Linked DNA regions of Sus scrofa: all the other regions are linked to region 1. The links are chromatin contacts, called in public HiChIP or PLAC-seq maps. All regions are on one chromosome and are shown on one strand. The core of a region is the stretch at or near the end of the contact, and the rest is flanking DNA. Distances in the headings are between cores, read along the strand shown. Region 1 holds the start of CCM2 (cerebral cavernous malformations 2 protein). Region 2 holds the start of DDX56 (DEAD-box helicase 56). Region 3 holds the start of ZMIZ2 (zinc finger MIZ domain-containing protein 2). Region 4 holds the start of OGDH (2-oxoglutarate dehydrogenase, mitochondrial).

Evidence for each region. HiChIP or PLAC-seq counts read pairs in DNA pulled down with a chosen protein or histone mark.
Region 2: a contact with region 1 is called in an H3K27ac HiChIP or PLAC-seq map of alveolar macrophages. The contact joins the promoter of DDX56 here to the promoter of CCM2 in region 1. A contact is called at or near these places in 1 of 5 promoter capture datasets (fetal liver), 4 of 47 Hi-C or Micro-C datasets (alveolar macrophages, heart right ventricle, liver and 1 more) and 1 of 2 datasets of contacts at active chromatin or transcription factors (alveolar macrophages).
Region 3: a contact with region 1 is called in an H3K27ac HiChIP or PLAC-seq map of alveolar macrophages. The contact joins the promoter of ZMIZ2 here to the promoter of CCM2 in region 1. A contact is called at or near these places in 1 of 47 Hi-C or Micro-C datasets (epiblast stem cells) and 1 of 2 datasets of contacts at active chromatin or transcription factors (alveolar macrophages).
Region 4: a contact with region 1 is called in an H3K27ac HiChIP or PLAC-seq map of alveolar macrophages. The contact joins the promoter of OGDH here to the promoter of CCM2 in region 1. A contact is called at or near these places in 1 of 47 Hi-C or Micro-C datasets (skeletal muscle) and 1 of 2 datasets of contacts at active chromatin or transcription factors (alveolar macrophages).

The regions. Positions count from the first base shown.
Region 1 is chr18:50,449,153-50,451,852 of Sscrofa11.1, reverse strand. CCM2 (cerebral cavernous malformations 2 protein) reads left to right here and starts at 1,411. Exons shown (of 10, transcript XM_021079071.1): 1 at 1,411-1,863. The coding sequence starts at 1,834. LOC100739791 (a long non-coding RNA gene) reads right to left here and starts at 1,341. Exons shown (of 6, transcript XR_002340445.1): 1 at 1,327-1,341.
Region 2 is chr18:50,704,181-50,706,880 of Sscrofa11.1, reverse strand. DDX56 (DEAD-box helicase 56) reads right to left here and starts at 1,268. Exons shown (of 14, transcript NM_001244543.1): 1 at 1,174-1,268; 2 at 922-1,083. The coding sequence starts at 1,233.
Region 3 is chr18:50,597,502-50,600,201 of Sscrofa11.1, reverse strand. It overlaps ZMIZ2 (zinc finger MIZ domain-containing protein 2), which reads left to right and starts at 1,281. Exons shown (of 20, transcript XM_021078664.1): 1 at 1,281-1,370.
Region 4 is chr18:50,683,676-50,686,375 of Sscrofa11.1, reverse strand. It overlaps OGDH (2-oxoglutarate dehydrogenase, mitochondrial), which reads left to right and starts at 1,386. Exons shown (of 23, transcript XM_021079062.1): 1 at 1,386-1,496.

The DNA of each region.
Region 1 (2,700 bases), core at 162-2,661:
GAGGCCTCTTTCTGCAGGTGCTTTTTCAGAAAGCTCACTGGAACCAGGCAGTAAAGCTCCTTCCTCCTGCACTGCCTCCCTGCAGTTTCTACCCGCAAAGCTTCACACTGGGCCGCCTGGCAAGGGAGGACAGCTCAAAGGGCCCAGCTCCATCCCACGATGGGAGCCGAGAGAGAGACCATTGACCCCTGGCACAGGATCTAACACTCTAAAAAGTTAACCAGTCGAGACAAATATTGTTTTGTTTGGTATCAGTTTACATTTTAGTTGAACAGCAGGGTTCTTACTGGCAGCTGTTTGGTGGCAAAACAGTGGGCCTGCTGCTGCTGACTCCACTTCACAGTGTGTTTTGGGCAAACCATCTCTCTGGACCTCATCGGTAAAAGGTGGCTGTTATTTCTAGGTGACTATTAAGGTTCTGTGTGTGGGAGTTCCCTTTGTGGTGCAGAGGAAACCAATGCGACTAGTAACCATGAGGTTGCAGGTTTGATCTCCGGCCTCGCTCAGTGGGTTAAGGATCCCGTGTTGCTGTGAGCTGTGGTGTAGGTCGCAGACACAGCTCAGATCCTGCGTGGCTGTGGCTGTGGTGTAGGCCGGCAGTTGTAGCTCCATTTCGACCCCTAGCCTGGGAACCTCTATGTGCCATTAAAAAAAAAAAAAAGGTTCTAGGTTTTATTTATTTATTCATTTTGTCTTTTCTAGGGCCGCATCCGCAGCATACGGAGGTTCCCAGGTGAGGGATCTAATCGGAGCTGTAGCCGCCAGCCTGCACCACAGCCCCAGCAACACGGGATCCGAGCCACGTCTGCAACCTACACCACAGCTCAGGGCAACGCTGGATCCCCAACCCACTGAGCGAGGGCAGGGATCGAACCCTCAACCGCATGGTTCCTAGTGGGACTCGTTAACCACTGAGCCACGAAGGGAACTCCCGTTCTACATTTTATTCTGGTAGGGTCCGGACGTACTCGCTGTTGCATTTAAACTTTCCCAACGTGTTTGTCTAAGGAAGGCTGACGCTGAAACACAGGAAGTCTTAGCAAAAAGTTTCACTGCACCCACACGAAAGAAGGGCAAAGGGAGAAAGGAAAGGGAGTGGTCCTGTGCCCCTTCCCCGAGGCCCCGCTCCTCGAGCAGCCCCGCCCAGGTCTTCCCGCCTTCACCTTCCTGCAGGCCCCGCCCTCCCACTCCCGCCAACCACTCCGGTCCGCAGCCCCGCCTCCGATGACCGCGCCCCCTCTCGCCAGCCCCTCCCAGAGCCCCCACACCCCCACTTCCCGTCCTCACCTTCCCACAGGCCCCGCCCCTCCCGCCGGCCCCGCCCACCGTTTCTTGGCGGCCTGAGCCTAATCTGCTTGAGCGTGAGGCAGGCTGGGAAGTTGGCTGCCCAAAAGATGGCGGCAGAATTGAAACGCTGGAGCCGCTCGTGCGGCCCTGAGGCGCCGGGCTTGTGGGCGCGGGCTGCAGGCCCTCCCTGAAGGGCGTGGGGTGGGACAGGGGCGCGACAGGCGCGCTCCCGCGGCCCTGAAAGGGGCGGGCAGGGCAGGCGCGTTCTCGGCCGCCTGGAAGGGCTGGGGGCGGAGCGTGTGGGCCGAGGGGGCGTGCGCGCGCGGGGCGGGGCGTGGTCGCGGGGGCGGGGCTGCGCCCTCGGTCCGGAAGTGCGGGGTGCGGGGTGCAGGGCGCGGACGGCCCCTGGCGGCCGCGGGAGGAGACTGCGGCCAGGCTAGCGGCGCAGGAGCGGCGGCGGCCGCGGGGCCGGGGCGAGCATGTAGCGGCCGCGGGCGGCGCGGGGCTCCCGGGGCGGGCCGGGCCGCGGGGGCCGCTCGCGGCGACATGGAGGAAGAGAGCAAGAAGGGCAAGAAGGTGAGGCTGCGGGGCGCGTCCTCCCGAGGGCCGGGCGCGGGGTGGGCTGGACCCCCGACCAAGGCAGGAGGCTGGCGGAAGGCGGAGGGTCTGGGGCTGGGACTAGGGGGGGAGTGAGGGGGACGCGGGAGGGTCGCTCGGGGCCGCCTGTCGGTCTGCCGGTGCGGGGCGTGGGAAAGTCTGGTTTCGGGAGGTCCGTGGAGGGGAGTTTTGATTTGGGAGGTTCAGTGTGGGGAGGCGAGGCGTGGGGAGGTCCGGGACGGGAGTCTGGCGTGTGGACTCCGGCGTGGGGAGGCCAGGCACAGGGAGGTCCCGGGCGGGAGTCCGGCGTGGAGAGGCCCCAGGTTGGAAGTCCGGCGTGGAGAGGCCCGGAGGCACCCGCGGTTGGGGTGAGCGTGGCGGGCAGGCCAGGGCCCCCCGGTGGACAGTCCACGGTCAGTCCCGGACAGGGTCGTGGGAGTCGGTCTCTGCGCGATGGAGTACGAGGCGAGCCCCTGGACAATGGGGTTAGGTGGTCCTTTGCCGGCCGGGAGCGCGGGGGAGGAAGGAGCCACGCCTTTCCGCCCCTTCCGGTCAGTAACTCTGCCCCAAACCCAGGCTGTCCACATGGCCTTCCCCGCGGGTCAGTGACCAGGGGCTGCAGAGGAGCTGGCCCTGGTTATGGGCCAGAAAGTTTTCCAGGGTTAGTATCTTTGAGAAAATGGGGTGTACGGTAATGGAGAAACATTTGCTGCTGAGTTGACTTCAATTTTGGGGTATCAAGTAAAAGCAAAAACCGTGTTTCATGGTACAGCAGGCTCACTCACGGTAGGCCCGCAGAGGTCGAGTTTTGCTCTA
Region 2 (2,700 bases), core at 19-2,518, 260 kb before region 1:
TACGCCAGAGCCACAGCAACGCGGGATCCGAGCCGCGTCTGCAACCTACACCACAGCTCACGGCAACGCCGGATCGTTAACCCACTGAGCAAGGCCAGGGATCGAACCCACAATCTCATGGTTCCTAGTCAGATTCGTTAATCACTGCGCCACGACGGGAACTCCAACACAACAATCTAGTTGTGCTTTTTTTTTTTTTTTTTGTCTTTTTAGAGCCACATCTGTGGCTTATGGAAATTCCCAGGCTAGAGGTCCAACAGGAGCTATACAGCTGCCAGCCGCAGCCGCAGCCTCGGCAACACCAGATCCTAGCTGTGTCTGTGACCTACTCCACAGCTCATGGCAACGATGGATCCTTAACCCACTGAGTGAGGCCTGGGATAGAATCCACTTCCTCATGGATATTAGGTTTGTTACCGCTGAGCCACGACAGGAACTCCCTAGTTGTCCTCTGACCAACCCCCCACCTGCTTCTAGGCACTTCAGAATGTAGACCAGAGGACTCTTCTCCCAGACACTCACCACAAAAAGGATAACTCTCTTTACAGCTACAAAGTTACAAAAAATGTATCCGTTAGGAAACCAGAGTTTCACAATAATCTATAAGTAGGAAGGGAAGAGGTGCCCCCTTTTAAAGTAGGAAAAAGAGAAACCCCATTTACTCAGGATTGTACAAAGAGTGGTGGTCGGAGGGCCTTGACTAGAACCCAAGTGACCTGAATTCCACCCCAGAGCGTTTACAGCAAGAGCACCAGTTTCTTTCAGACCAACCTTCACGTGTAAGAGGCCATAAGGAAACCCGGTACTTGGGAAAGACTTCGGTGGGTGGCGATGGGGGACACAGTCTTCCAAGGGGGCACAACGGAACTCAAACGCCTGCATCTCCCTTCCCGGCCTTTAAAGGCCCCTCCCCCGACTCACCGCCTTCCTGTGGAGCAGCAGCTGCAGCATCGGAATGGCATAAGCAGCGGTCTTCCCTGACCCCGTGCGGGCCCGAGCCAGGAGGTCCTTCCCCTCAAGGGCCAAAGGAATGGCTTTTTCCTGGATCAGCGTGGGTCGCGACCAGCCCAGGTCGGTAACGGCCTAGGAGAGACAAGGGACGGCTCAGGCGGCGCGCTGCCCTGCTGCCACCTCCCCTCCACCTCGGACCGGCTCCTCAGCCCTCCCCAGTACCTGTAGGAGCCGGGGGTCTAGGCCCATGTGTTCAAAACCCAATAGCTCTGGATCCTCCATGCTGCTGTTCTGTAGTGACAGCGCGCATGCGCGACAGGAAGTGCACGCGGGGCCGCGTAGGCGGGTCACAGCAGCAGCCAATCATCTTAAAGGATACGTCACCTCCCGGAAGTATCGGAGCCCCGGCTTCCGATGTTCTGACGGAGGACCGCTGCCGCGGCGGCGGCGCGCAGAACCCGGTGTCTCCGGGGAGAGGGGACGGGCGAGGGGCCAGGGTCGGCTGGGAGCTGTCTGGTCCTCGCTGGTCCGCTGACACTGCCTCCTAAAGGCGTGCTGCGCTGGGATTGCCTGCGGCGGGGGCGGGGCTGCGTGGAGGCGGGTGAGATTCCCTCCTGTGCCCGCCTCCGCCGACCCACAACGGGTCAAACAACCAGCAGGACTGTCCCCCGGTTACATGCTTAGGGCTTTCCCTTCACCTCGAGGTTGGTTTTAACAGCCTCACCCTAGTATTTATTCGGCGTTAGTTATACTTGCATTGACAAATACATCAGTGTTCAAGCGTGCTCGCCTGTGTTCTATTTAAGAACAGGCGTGCGGCGGATGGTAGCTCACCACGTACGAGAAACACTGGTGAGTCCCGCGCCCTTTCTTATGCATCTGGGGAATCTGTCGGATTTGTGTGTAAGCACTAATTTCTCTGCCACTTACGGTGCTCAGGAAAAGTGCACCAACATATGTTTTACAGGGCTGTTTGGCTGTAGCACTGCGGGGAACTTGGGAATCTGAACCGGGGCAACAGCTTTGAGTAGAAAGACACTTGGTGTACCAACACATGATAGAGGCAACCGAGGCTGGCTAAGATTCAGGGTCACAAGCAGTCCAAAGGACAGGCTAGAGCGATTGGACTGTACAAGAATGATGTTTGGGAGAAGGAGATGAGGAAGGTAGGTTGGTCTGGGGTTCCCAAACCTGGCTGCCCCGATGTTGCCTGCACAGCTTGATTAAAAATAAGGATTCGGAGTTCCCATCGTGGCGCAGTGGTTAACGAATCCGACTAGGAACCATGAGGTTGCGGGTTCGGTCCCCAGCGTTGCCGTGAGCTGTGGTGTAGGTTGCAGACTTGGCTCGGATCCCGCGTTGCTGTGGCTCTGGCGTAGGCCGGTGGCTACAGCTCCGATTTGACCCCTAGCCTGGGAAACTCCATATGCCGCAGCCCTAAAAAGACGAAAGACAAAATAAATACATACATACATACATAAAAATAAGGATTCTTGGTCCCCACCAATTGCTGCTGTTAACAAATTCCCATAATCTTGGTGGTTTAATGCAAGTTTATTATCTTTGAGTTCTGTAGGTCAGAAGTTTCATGAGCTCTCACTAGGCTGAAATCACAATGCTGGCGGGGCTCACTGGAGGTTCTAGAAGAATAATTCGGATTTTGCCTTTCCCAGCTTGGCTTGAGGTCCCCTTCCTCTATTTTCAGAGCTATTAACAGAGGGTTGAGGCCTCACATGTCATTACAGCCTT
Region 3 (2,700 bases), core at 32-2,531, 150 kb before region 1:
GACATTGTTACCTCGTGAGTCATTTCCTTCGTTTTGTCCTTTTCACTGGAGGCAGAGAGGGCTTACGGTCGTGGTCACTGAGACAGATCAGTGTTCAGAGCCCAGACCAGTGCCTGACACATAGCAGCCCCGCCCCATTTGTTTGATGAAGTACTGGTTCTCAAAAGAAACAGAGCAGAGAATTCAGACAGCCTCGAGGGAAGAAAGTTCAGCAATATTGAACGTGAACTGCGAGGCGTCAGTGGACAATGGACAGATGAATGGATAAGCTAAATGTGGTATACACACACAATGGAACATTATTCAGCCTTGAAGAAGAAGGAGATTCTGATACAAGCTGCAATGTGGATGAACCTGCAGGACATAAGCCTGCCACAAGAGGACAAATACTGTATGATTCCACTTCTATCGGGTCCCTAGAGGAATCAGATTCAGACAGAAAGTGGAATGGTGGGTGGGAGGAGGAATTATTGCTTAATGCCTACAGAGTGTCCGTTTTAAAAGATGAAAAAGCTATGGAGATAGATGGTGGTGATGGATGCATCTACTTAATGCCACTGAGCTGTACCTTTAAAATTGGTTAAGATGGTGGTTTGTTATGTGTATTTTCCTACAACAAAAAACTAATTGTGGGAGTTCCTGTCATGGCTCAGCGGTCAAGAAAACCCACTAGTATCCATGAGGACCCAGGTTCGATCACTGGCCTCACTCAGTGGGCTAAGGATCCGGCGTTGTTGTGAGCTGTGGTGTAGGTCGCAGATGCGGCTCGGATCCCGCATCTCACGTTGCTGTGGCTGTGGTGTAGGCCGGCAGCTGCTTCCACCCCTGGCCTGGGAACTTCCATATGTCGCGGATGCGGCCCTAAAAAGACAAAACAAAAAACAAACAAGCAAAAAAAAACAAACAAACCTAATTGTGGGTAATCAGGAAAATGTGGTTTTCCCAGAGGAAGGGTAAAAAATAGTAGAGAATAACTTGAAAGGGTGATAATAGCACCTGAAGATGCCAATTGATCAGAGAGGTTGCTTCATCTGGCTAGAACTTGAGTGACTAAGAATGTTTCAACAGGGCCGCCCTCTGGGAAGAGAGAAGAATAGCGAGGAAAGTGACTTGTTTGGTTCCCTGTGGTCTTTCTGTGGTCTTTCCTACCAGACCCCTCGCAGAAGTGGCCAGATAATACCGGGTCACCTCCGCACGCCCGGACTCCGCCCAGTCCCCGCCCACCGAGACCACGCCCTCCTCCAGGCCCCTCCCTCCGCCCCTCCCGGCTCCACCCTCCTTCTGGCCCCGCCCCTTCTCCTCCGCCCAGCTCCGGCGGAGAGCTAGAAGGAGGAAGCGCGGGTGACTCCGTGGACGCCGCATTCGGAAAGGTGTGGAGGGGGCGGGGAGCGCAGGTCGTCCCCGGCCCGCCCTCCCTCCCTGCCCAGCCCGCCCGGGCCGCCGCCCTGGCCTGTGCAGGCCGGAGGCCATCCCGGCCTGAGCGCCGGCTCTGGGCTCCACTGCTCTGGCCTGGGGGCGGGGCCGGCGCGCGGCGTCATGCATATGCATGAGCGGCGCGGCGGCTCCATTGTGCCCTCGGAGCGGGCGGCGGCGCGATGGCGCGGGTGGCGGCGGCCCCGGGGCGGCGGGCGGCGCTGAGGGCGGGCTGAGCGCATGGAGCAGTGCGGACCGGGGGCCACGGCGGCGAAGGGCCGGGCCGGGCCGCGCGGAGGTGAGCATGCTTGGCGGGCAGGTGCGGGCGGCGGGGGAGGCAGGTGCGGCAGGTGCGGGCGGCGGCAGGTGCGGCGTCCTCGGCCTGGCGCTGCGGCGCCTCGGCGGGGCCGCGGCGGGGCTGGAGCCGGCCCTGCAGCCCACCTGCCCTACCTGCCGCGCGTGCGTCGTGGTCCGGGCCGACTGGCTCGGTGCGCGCCGGGGCGAACCTCACCTGAGCCTTTGTTGGGGCTGGCCGGAATCCGGCCGAGCGCCGGCGGGGTCTGGGTAGAAGGCTGACTCGGGCCCTCACCCAAGCTGCCCCTCTGCCCTGGCCAGAGGGCTCACCTTCCGGGCTCCTCTGGGCCATGCGCGCCACCCGCCGAGGTATGCTCTGGGGCCGGCGACCCTGACCTTTCGGTGCCCAGCCGTGGTTTTGGTGAAGGTACCTTTTTTCAAACAGGACATACTGACACTCAGGGAGGGTGTCCTGCCCCCGGGGGTGTCTTGCCCTAGGCCTCCCCTCCTGCTTCCCGTTGGTCTGTTCCCCCTACCCGGCTGGCTATTCTGCTCCTCTGGACCTCCCCCTCCCCCGACCCGGACCTCCTCTCCCCAAACCCTGCCCCATTCTACCCCCTCTCCTGCTTCCCCCGACCTGCTCCTCTGTATCCCGCTCCTCCTCCTCTCTTCCCGATAGTTGCAGAATATCCGTGGGGAATGTCTTTAAGTCGTTTGTATTATCTCACAAGATTTCACAGGGACATACGCAGAACATGTGACTCAATCTATAAGACAGTTGATAGGGCGAACACAGACTCACCCACCAAATCCTGTCATACTAGAATCTGAGGGCCTCCCTTGAAGAAGCTTGAGCGAGGCAGCAGGACTGAGGGAAAGAATTTCAAGTTCAGTGAGTACTGGCCTTGGGGACCTTTCACACCCCGGGGGTGATTCCAGGCTGAGAAGAGGAAGGTGAGATAATGAATGACAGGTTCAGGGCCATTCGAGAAG
Region 4 (2,700 bases), core at 137-2,636, 230 kb before region 1:
AGCCATTTGACTACCACTTTTCGATACTAATATCTAGTTATTACAGATTTGGGTCACAGATGCTGCTCGGATCAGATCTTGTATTGCTAGGCTGGCAGCTACAGCTCTGATTCAACTCCTAGCTGGAGAATTCCATATGATGCATTGCAGCCATTAAAAAAAAAAAAAAAAAGGAAGGAATAAAAAGTAGAGTTAAAGATATGTTATCATGATATGAAGCTTTCTTCTTGCTGTAATGAAAACTGAAGAAATCTTGAATAAGGACTGAAGTAAGGGCTTCCTCAGTATGTGATTGAATACAGCCTACCATGCTTCATCAGTTCTGAGTTGCTTTTTCTCGTTGTGAACTACAGTTGCCTCTGACTGTGAACTGGAGATTGGCACTTGCCATCTGCCTCTGCAGAGCTTGACTCATGAGCCACTGCAGCTGCTGACCCTCCACAGCCCCTTCGAGGAGCTCAGGGGGGAGCTCAGGAATGAGGCACTTTGTGCTCTGGAAAAACTGGCAGAACAGGTCTTCAGATGGTTAGATACTTTCAGAAAAAGATTTTATGAGCCCGGTTCGTGCATCTCCTCATAGCTAGAAAAGCACTGAAATCCTTCATGGTGACGTCTGCTCCTCCTGTCGAGCAGTAACCCTCAGACTTCTGTAAAACGTGTGCTGGGTAGCATGTACCTCCCTCCTCACCAAAACCACATGTATGCTGACATTTCCCTCCCTCCTTGCAGCGGTATCTCAGAGCTAACTGCAACAGCTGCCTCCCCAGTTGTAGCCCTCATTTCGTCCGCAATAAAACTTAACACTCAACCTTCAGGTTGTGCGTATTTTTCAGGTCAACTTTAAGATGGAGCTATCCTAACCCTTTTTTTTTTCTCTCTTTCTTATCAGGTCGGTATCACACTTGTGAGCAGGTGGCAAAGTAATATAACCTCTTAAAGCAGACGACCGCTTTTAGTCCATGAAATGATACACCCGTCCATGCACCAAGTGAAGACCCAGGAGTCCCACTTGGGAAACCCTTAGGTCAGCGCTGGGCCCCCCTGATTCTCACTCCGCCCGGCCGCTGCCCCGCAGCGCTCAGTCATGCAGTGCTGACCAAGGTTCCTCTCAGTCTGACAATACAGGCCAGGTCAGCTTAGCTCTGATCAGAGGACGCCTAAAAGCCCACTGCAGGAGGCATTACTAGGCAACGCGAAGACCCTCTTTTTCAAAAGACCCGGCATTCAGGCCGGTGGGGACCAATCCAGGCACCGCTTAGCTGTGGCCCCGGACGCACAGCCAGGCCCAGCGAGGTGCCCGAACCGAGCACAAGAGCGCCGCGGGCGCAACTCTGTGACGTCAAGCCCCGGCCCGCCCTGCTCACTGGGCAGAGGCGGCCCCTTTCTTCCCAGGGCGGGGCGGCGTGCTGACGCCACACGCCGGGGCGTGGCCGAGAGTTTAGTACCCCGGAGTGGGGTGTCGGCGCCTCATTCGGGTGGAGCTGAGCCGAAGACAGGTAGGCGCGCGCTGCCGCCGGGCCTCGCTGGGTTTGGGAGGTTCCGTGCTGGTGGGGCAGGAGGCGGGGGTCACGGCTGAGGACAAGGCCGCTGCGCTCTCGTTGTCGCTGGCTCCCTGATGACAGGGAGTGAAGCTGGCTGGAGCAGGGCGTACTGGGGGAGGTGGGTGGGACGGGGCCTGACGGACGGGCGTGGCAGCCAATGGTGCGCTGGGCGCCTGCAGGCGGGCGGAGATTGGCGGGTGCGGGCGTGCGCGGAAGTTGCGCGGGGCGCGGAGCGGCGCCCCATTGGTGGAGGCGGAGGCGGGGGTGGGCCGCGCGGCGGATGTGAGAGAACGGGCGCCGCTGCCGGGGTGACCCCCAAGGTCGAGGAGGCGTCACGTGGGAGTCACCCGGCAGTGTCCTCTGCCCGCCTGGACGGATGGAAGGGTGGCGCGCCCTTGAAGAAGCGGCTGCGAATTGTGGGCAGTACGCCTTTCCCACAGCGTGGACGGCACGGGTCGGCTTCTGATCGGACTGTCCCTACGCTCCTGGGGTGAACCCTTGAGGGACGGATTACCCCGCAGGCCCCCCACTCTCCCCTGTAAGCCTCCCTGTATTCTTTGGGGTGACGCCGTACTCAGTAGCCTACAATACTCAGCACCCCTTCTTACTCTCCTCCCTGCACTCCTGGGGTGAGGTCTTAAGTGGATCACCCTGCAGTATCCGCAGTATTCAATACTCCACCGTACCCATCCTCTCTGCTCACTCTTGGGGTGGACCCTTGAGTGATTACCCGCAGCACCCACTGTATTCGTCACCTCCACGGTACTCAGTAAGTACCGCACTGTTGAGCACCACACCACACCTTCTTTCTCTGTGCTCCTCAGGTTGATGCCCTGGATGAGTGGATTGTTCTGCAACACACTGCTGTACTCGGTATCCCTCCTTACTCATGTTTGTACCAGACCTCCCTGTGAGCTCTTTAGGGTGGTACCCTTGAGTAGACTACCCTGCAGTACCCTACCGTACTCAGTACCCCCACCATACTCCTCCTTCCAGGTGTTTGATAGCTCATGTTGCAATGAAGGATATCTCTTGGAGGAACATACTAATCCGTGCACCCTTCCCCTTTGGCAAAGCTCCCTGACCTCAGTGCAGATTGTGTACTGAGACAGTAGAAAAGACTGCGTAGATAAGAACCTGCTATCTCTGCCCTTTGCCC